Linked DNA regions of Mus musculus: region 1 is linked to region 2. Evidence: chromatin contacts called from public HiChIP or PLAC-seq data. All regions are on one chromosome and are shown on one strand. The core of a region is the stretch at or near the end of the contact, and the rest is flanking DNA. Distances in the headings are between cores, read along the strand shown. Region 1 holds the start of Ptpn21 (protein tyrosine phosphatase, non-receptor type 21). Region 2 has its middle 51 kb from the start of Gpr65.

The links. HiChIP or PLAC-seq counts read pairs in DNA pulled down with a chosen protein or histone mark.
Region 1: a contact with region 2 is called in an H3K4me3 HiChIP or PLAC-seq map of bone marrow-derived macrophages, with 3 times the contacts expected there. The contact joins the promoter of Ptpn21 here to the enhancer-like site in region 2. A contact is called at or near these places in 2 of 39 promoter capture datasets (the HPC-7 cell line and hippocampal neurons), 1 of 15 datasets of contacts at CTCF or cohesin (the NIH/3T3 cell line), 3 of 115 datasets of contacts at active chromatin or transcription factors (bone marrow-derived macrophages, embryonic midbrain and neural tube) and 1 of 9 other capture datasets (pancreatic islet).

Annotation. Positions count from the first base shown.
Region 1 is chr12:98,735,650-98,738,823 of GRCm38.p6, forward strand. Ptpn21 (protein tyrosine phosphatase, non-receptor type 21) reads right to left here and starts at 1,756. Exons shown (of 19, transcript NM_001146199.1): 1 at 1,716-1,756.
Region 2 is chr12:98,318,453-98,321,677 of GRCm38.p6, forward strand. No RefSeq gene overlaps it. Among named protein-coding and RNA genes, the nearest start is that of Gpr65, 51 kb to the left of the region's middle. Within about 2 kb of position 1,774, at least 10 of the 459 cell types and tissues checked have an H3K27ac peak or open chromatin away from gene starts, as enhancers often do. A contact at or near this core is called in bone marrow-derived macrophages, where this site is marked.

The DNA.
Region 1 (3,174 bases), core at 506-3,005, 420 kb after region 2:
CGGAATTGGAGGCGGGCGGGTGTGTGTGTGTGCTATAATAAGATAAAGTCTCTGTCTGCAATATTTTTCAATATTCTTTGCTGTTTCCAGAGTATGAACAATGGAGCAAAAATGAAAAAAAAAATCAAGAAAATGAAAATACTTTTAAAAAGTTAAACAAGCTTTTACCTAGGAGATACACTAATTGTGCTTCTCTAAACCTAAACAACAACGAAAGTGTAGTGTGCAAAGTATTATCTCATAAGTTGTAGATTTCAGTCTTCAAATTGTGGCAACTAAAACATTAACGTATATTTTTAAAAGTTTCATGCGTCCAAAGGGAAGACATCTGATTTATATACTGTCAAATGTGCTAGTGTCTCCACTCTAAAGATGGAACTATGCCCTTAACACAGTATACTACACTATATAGCTTAATTATTAAGTTCTGAATAGACAAACTCAAATTTCCAGTTGTCGCTGAGATTTGGAATGTTTTACAGCACTGGGGAGGAGGAAAAACCAATGTTTTCTCTTTTTATTTGGGCAACTGTTATCATTTGATTGTTAAATTTCTATGCATCTTCTCCTAAGAATGTCTGGTTTCTTGATTATTCATATAAAACCTACTGTGGAAAAACTGCTTAGTAACTTAAAATTTTATGTTTGATTAATATATCTTGATGATGCCATAACTTATGTTTCAATATTACAGCCAAGAGGTAGAAACTTAAGATACTCTGGAGAGGGTTGGTATAGGTGCCAACTACTAAATGAAATAGACTATATATAGCCTTTAAAAGAGAAAATCAGGCTAATTTCTCTATAAAATCATCCCATTATAGAATAAGAAAAGATGCATATTTAAATCCTGCTTCACGGGTTTACAGAAGATGCTCTGCACTGTTAGCGAGTCCATTTCTCATTTTTCTTAGCCATACCCCCTTCTAGAGGTTTCTCAAATTTACTTTAACTCTGAGTCTCACCAGAGACTTTAACTCGAGTCACACCTCAAGTCAGTCACCACATGTTCATGGAACTTTGCCACTATTCCTTTAACGTTAAATATTCACTAAAAAAGAGAGCCTAACATTTTTAGAACGCCTATATCTTAGTGCCTTAAATCAATCCTGTTTCTCACAGAACATTTGTGCATATAACCAAATGGCCTACAAACAAAACAACTATTTCCAGTGTGGAACTGTTGTCTTGTCCAAAACTTAAAAAGAAAGAGAAAAGAAAACATGGGTCAGTAACTATTAGACATACTGCAGTGGTTCCTTGGAGCTCATAAAGATTCAGAAGGTTTTTACTAACATTCTTTATAATCATAAGGCTTTCTCGGCCGCGGCGGCTGGGGATAGGACAAGCATGCTCAGAGCAGCCAATCTAAACAGGGTTTACAGAAATCACAAGTCGGAATTTGCAGATCCAAGAATTCTTCCTCCAGGAGTAAAGACGCTTTGCTCCAAAACCGAAACAAGGAGTTGCCAAACAGACTTTCCTTTATGCCCCTTGTTGCCAAAGTTATACGGCAACCTTCATACTCCACATATTCCGAGAGTCACAAATATGCCCAAGATTTCAAACCCCGATCCAGAACTAAGCCTCAACTATCCGCGGAGGAGTCCGGAATAGAAGTTCCAGACTCTTTTTAGAAATGACTAGGAGATCAGAGCGAGCAAGGGAAGACTTCGCTCTTTGTTACGCCCCTGCCCGAGTCCCCCGCGCCTCACCTGCTCCGGCTCCCGCCGGGTCGGGGCCGCGCTCCGGCTCTGCGTCCCGCCTCCCTGGGCTCCGCGCCTTCGCAGCCGCCGCAGCCTCTGCTGCTCGGTCGCCCGCGCCCCAGGCCCGCGCGCCGACCGCACGCCTTGCCCGCACTGGCCGGGCCGCGGCGGCACTCTCTGGGGGAGCTCGGGGGCCGGGGCCGGAGCTGCGGGGCCCGCGTCCCTCCCCTAGGGCCGGGCGCGCGGATCCGGGGAGGCGGCGGCGCGTGACCTCAGAGAGTTGGAATGCGGGCGGCAGGGCGCGGGGGAGGCCGGACAGCTGCGGCCGGCCACCGGGGAGGGGGCGCGCCGCTGCTGTTTTTAACCGTGTGACCAGTTATTTTAAGTTTCCAAATAAAGCAGAGCTTTGAAGAAGAAGAAAAAAGGGAGGTGAAGAGGAGGTTATTTTGAGTCCAGGTAGAAAGGGCTTGGTTGCATTATTAGGTGGTGGTCTGTAAAGAAACTGGGGTTGTTGGAGTACTCTTGAACATTGCTGAAGACAGTTCAAGACTTTCTACACGCCCCCTACCCTACCCGCTTTAAGTGCCTGCTCCTCCCATCAAGCACACACTGCTCCTCTGTAGGAACTCTGAACTTGGAGAGAAGTGGAAAGCTGACCCAAATGGGCAGCAGGCTGGAGGTGCTGCTCCCCAGAATCCACTAGGGAGCAGAGGGATAAGAGTTCTAGAAATAAGGAAGCCCAGGGAAGCCACTCTAGATCTCCCCTTTATGTGTAATAGCTTAGCTTTACCTTGGAGAACCACTGGGAAGGACTACTGCCAAGGAGTAACCATGGAAGTAGCTCAGAGAGAACTGAGAGGAGCTGCCCTCAGCGGGACTCCAGTGCTTATTATTATACTGTATTCTTGCTAAACCACACCGCGAGCACCTGGCTTCATCTCCTCAGAGTTCTTCCTCTTCGCACTACTCCCATGGTTACTCTCCCTCGGGTTTGTCAGTCCTTCCCAGTGTTCGCCCAAGGTGAAGTTCAGCTACTAGACCTCTATGTGTGGTCTAGAGTGCGTCCTTGGCCACTCTAATTACCTTCTCTCCAGCATGCCCACTGTCCCCAACAAAGAGGGGGCAGCGCCACCAGACCCCTTTCCATTTATGTCAACCCTCCACGCCTCTCCGACTCAATTTAGGGCTCTACTTCCAAGATTAAAAAAAAGTTCTAGCCACGCCGTGGCTGCCGCACTTGGCAGGAATATTATAAATTGTTTCGTAGAGGCTTCATTTATACCTCTTAGAATTCCGAGGGCAGTTCTGGGCAGACAGTAGGCACTAAATAAAAACGTGTTAATTGAATCGGGAAGAAAATGAAAGAAATTTAAAAATAGAAAATGATCCTAAAACCCAAGTGGTGCTTTAGACAACCAAGTTGAACTTCTTCACAGTCTACAGATGTCATTTACCAACCATGCACTTA
Region 2 (3,225 bases), core at 524-3,023:
CTGGCTTCCAGGCAAATAGGGTGAGGATCTTAAGCCCACACCCACAGTGACACACCCATTCCAACCAGGTCACACCTATTCCAACAAGGCTACACCTCCAGATGGTGTCACTCCCTGGTCCAAGGATATACAAACCATCACACTGGGCATCCATCAAAGGGCTGTGAGTCAGCACAAAATGATTGATACTGGATTCCTAGGAATGCCACTTTTATATGGGTCGTGTATAAACAAGGCCTAGATGTCAGAGGCCTTAGTCTGAGCCTCTGTCAGCCTCTGTCTGTGTATCTGTCTATAGGTTTGCCACAGACCCTCTGGGTCCCTTTGTCTGCGTGGACGGGTCTCTGGGTGCAGATGGGCAAGGAGTCGGCAAGTGACAGACAGACCAACTTGTGAGATTGTGTAGAATCTGAATGTAATTTGTCAAATTGAGCATCAAACTTTTTATACAGAAGAAAATAGGGAAGTTAGGTGACACATTGGCAAGGTACAAATGAGGTTACTGGATGCTTAATGATTCTTACACAAAACAGAGGAATGTAAACACAAAGACTGGCAGGAACTGGGCAATAAAACAACTGAGACAAAGTCAGCCCTATCTAAGGTCAGCTATAGTCTTAGAAGCCGGGTGTGAGGTCTTTACACTCCTAGGGCAAGGGCTTTCACACCTAAGTCATGGTTCTAATTAGGGAGTTCCGCTCTAGCTAACCATCTCATGAATAATGCATTACCCTAAAACCACAGCCCGATCTACTTCCTAAACCATTGTAAATTCCGGTATATGGGAGCGACTTGGCTTTTATTCTAAGTGATAGTGTAATAGCAGAGGCAATTCTGAATGTCACTGAAGAGGCAACATTGAATTCTAAGCCCATGGTCAGCTCAAGGACTTTCTAGGACGTTGGAACACTGGCGAAGGCTTAGCTATGTCAGAATTCAATCTTAAAAGGCACTTATAATAAGATAATACTAAAAGAGAGCACGTGGATCCATACACCAGGCTAACTCGGGAATAGAGTATGAGTATATGGGTTAACAAGAACGCCAAAACTCCAGGAGGTGAGTTTCCATGAAACCCTTTGCCTCGTGAGTGCTCCCAGGCTTCTCAGCCTGTCAAGCAGACTTCACCAGAGTGTGTGTGGCATAGGTTTATGAGCCAATTTCCATGTGGCCTGTGTACTGATCTGTATATATGCCTATGTCCACCTGTGTGCAGCCTGTATGTGTCTGGATACTGGTACTTGCCTTCATAGGCCTGCCTCATGGCCTTCACATGGAAGGAATAAAGTGTGTCTTATTGCCCATTGCCCCTTACAGACTCTTCATCCTCCCAGGCTCCTGCTACCTCCACCCTACCGTTCCTGGCATCAAAGCGTGAACCTCATGATGTTGAGCTATTTCTATAAACTAGGAGCATCTATTGAGGTCTTGGCATGCTTGTAGAAATGAAGACTGAGTTCATTTTATAGCTGAGAAAATGGGCTCAGAGATAGCGAGTTGCCATTGGCTACTAGGGGAGCTTCATCCATCCACCTGACCAGTCTTCTCACCATAGCTTTTATTTCTCTAGATGGAACTGTTTGATTTTAATTCTTCAGAATAATAAAGCACTATCCCCCGTGGGAGCAGAAAACTATTGTCTGTTCAAGGGAGCTCACAGGAAATCCAACCCTGAGACAACAGTTTTAAGGAACAAGAAGATGAGACATGATCTAAAACAGAAAGAGCAAAGCATAGATTTCTGCTTATGCCAAAACATTCTCTGTGATCTGAACAGATGCAGGGACTTGGTTTCAACCAGAGTGGCTATGGGAAAGGGAAGTTCTGGTAAAAGCTGAACTGTAGACAGGAAAAAAAACAAAAAAATGACAACTCAGACATTCCAAACTGAGCTTATTTAATAAGCATTTGAAAAATAAATGTGTCTGTTTAATAACTACCTTCATAATCCATGCTTATTTTATATGCCATAGTTTATGCTGATGTGGAATTACTCAGAAAACTAAGTTTTGATCTTATAAAAATCCACTGATATGTCCAAGTTGAGACAAGTTCACCAGTCCAGTCCCTTCTTACTGTCTTCAGTAACATTAAGAAAATGGAGTCACATTTTGGTCTTCCCATGGAAGGAGTTACAGAGACAAAGTTTGGAGCTGAAACAAAAGTATGGACCATCTAGAGACTGCCATATCCAGAGATCCATCCCATAATTAGCCTCCAAACGATGACACCATTGCATACACTAGCAAGATTTTGCTGAAAAGACCCTGATATAGCTGTCTCTTGTGAGACTATGCCAGGGCCTAGCAAACACAGAAGTGGATGCTCACAGTCAGCTATTGGATGGATCACAGGGCCCCCAATGGAGGAGCTAGAGAAAGTATCCAAGGAGCTAAAGAGATCTGCAACCCTGTAGATGCAACAACATTATGAACTAACCAGTACCCCGGAGCTCTTGACGCTAGCTGCATATGTATCAAAAGATGGCCTAGCCGGCCATCACTGGAAAGAGAGGCCCATTGGACATGCAAACTTTATATGCACCAGTACAGGGGAATGCCAGGGCCAAAAAATGGGAATGGGTGGGTAGGGAAGTAGGGGGGAGGGTATGGGGGACTTTTGGGATAGCATTCTAAATGTAATTGAGGAAAATACGTAATAATAAAAAATATTTAAAAAAAAAGAAAATGGAGTCACTTTGTTAGCACTTAGGCTGTAGGAAAGCTAACTTTAAAGATTTTATATTCCTCTGTGGGCTGTTTGCAATCATGACAATAGCTGGTATTTTTAACAACTGGTTTTTCCTTGAGCAGAGCTAAGGAATTTTCACTTTTTAATTCTCGTGTCAACACTAAGAGGAAAATATTATTATTAGTCTTTTTGTGTGGAAGGAAACTTTGCACCAAAGAGGCTGAAATCTTGCACAGTAGCACTTAACTGCCAATGGGGAAAACCAGCACACACATTATGAACAAAGGTCATAGTGGGAAACTCTAAACTGTCAGGTATAAGGCTCGAGGGGACACTGTGACAGCATGTATCTCTAGGTAAGAGATTTATCTATTTTATCAATACCAGAGATGGGCAGAAAGGCAGCAGTGTAGAAGGCCCAAATGGCAAATGGCAGAGATGGAGCACCTACCTCCTAGGCTTCAGTGGAAGAAGAGAGGGGAGGAATGGCACACTTCCCACTCTTAGTCTGTAGTTACTAGGCTGTTACTAGGA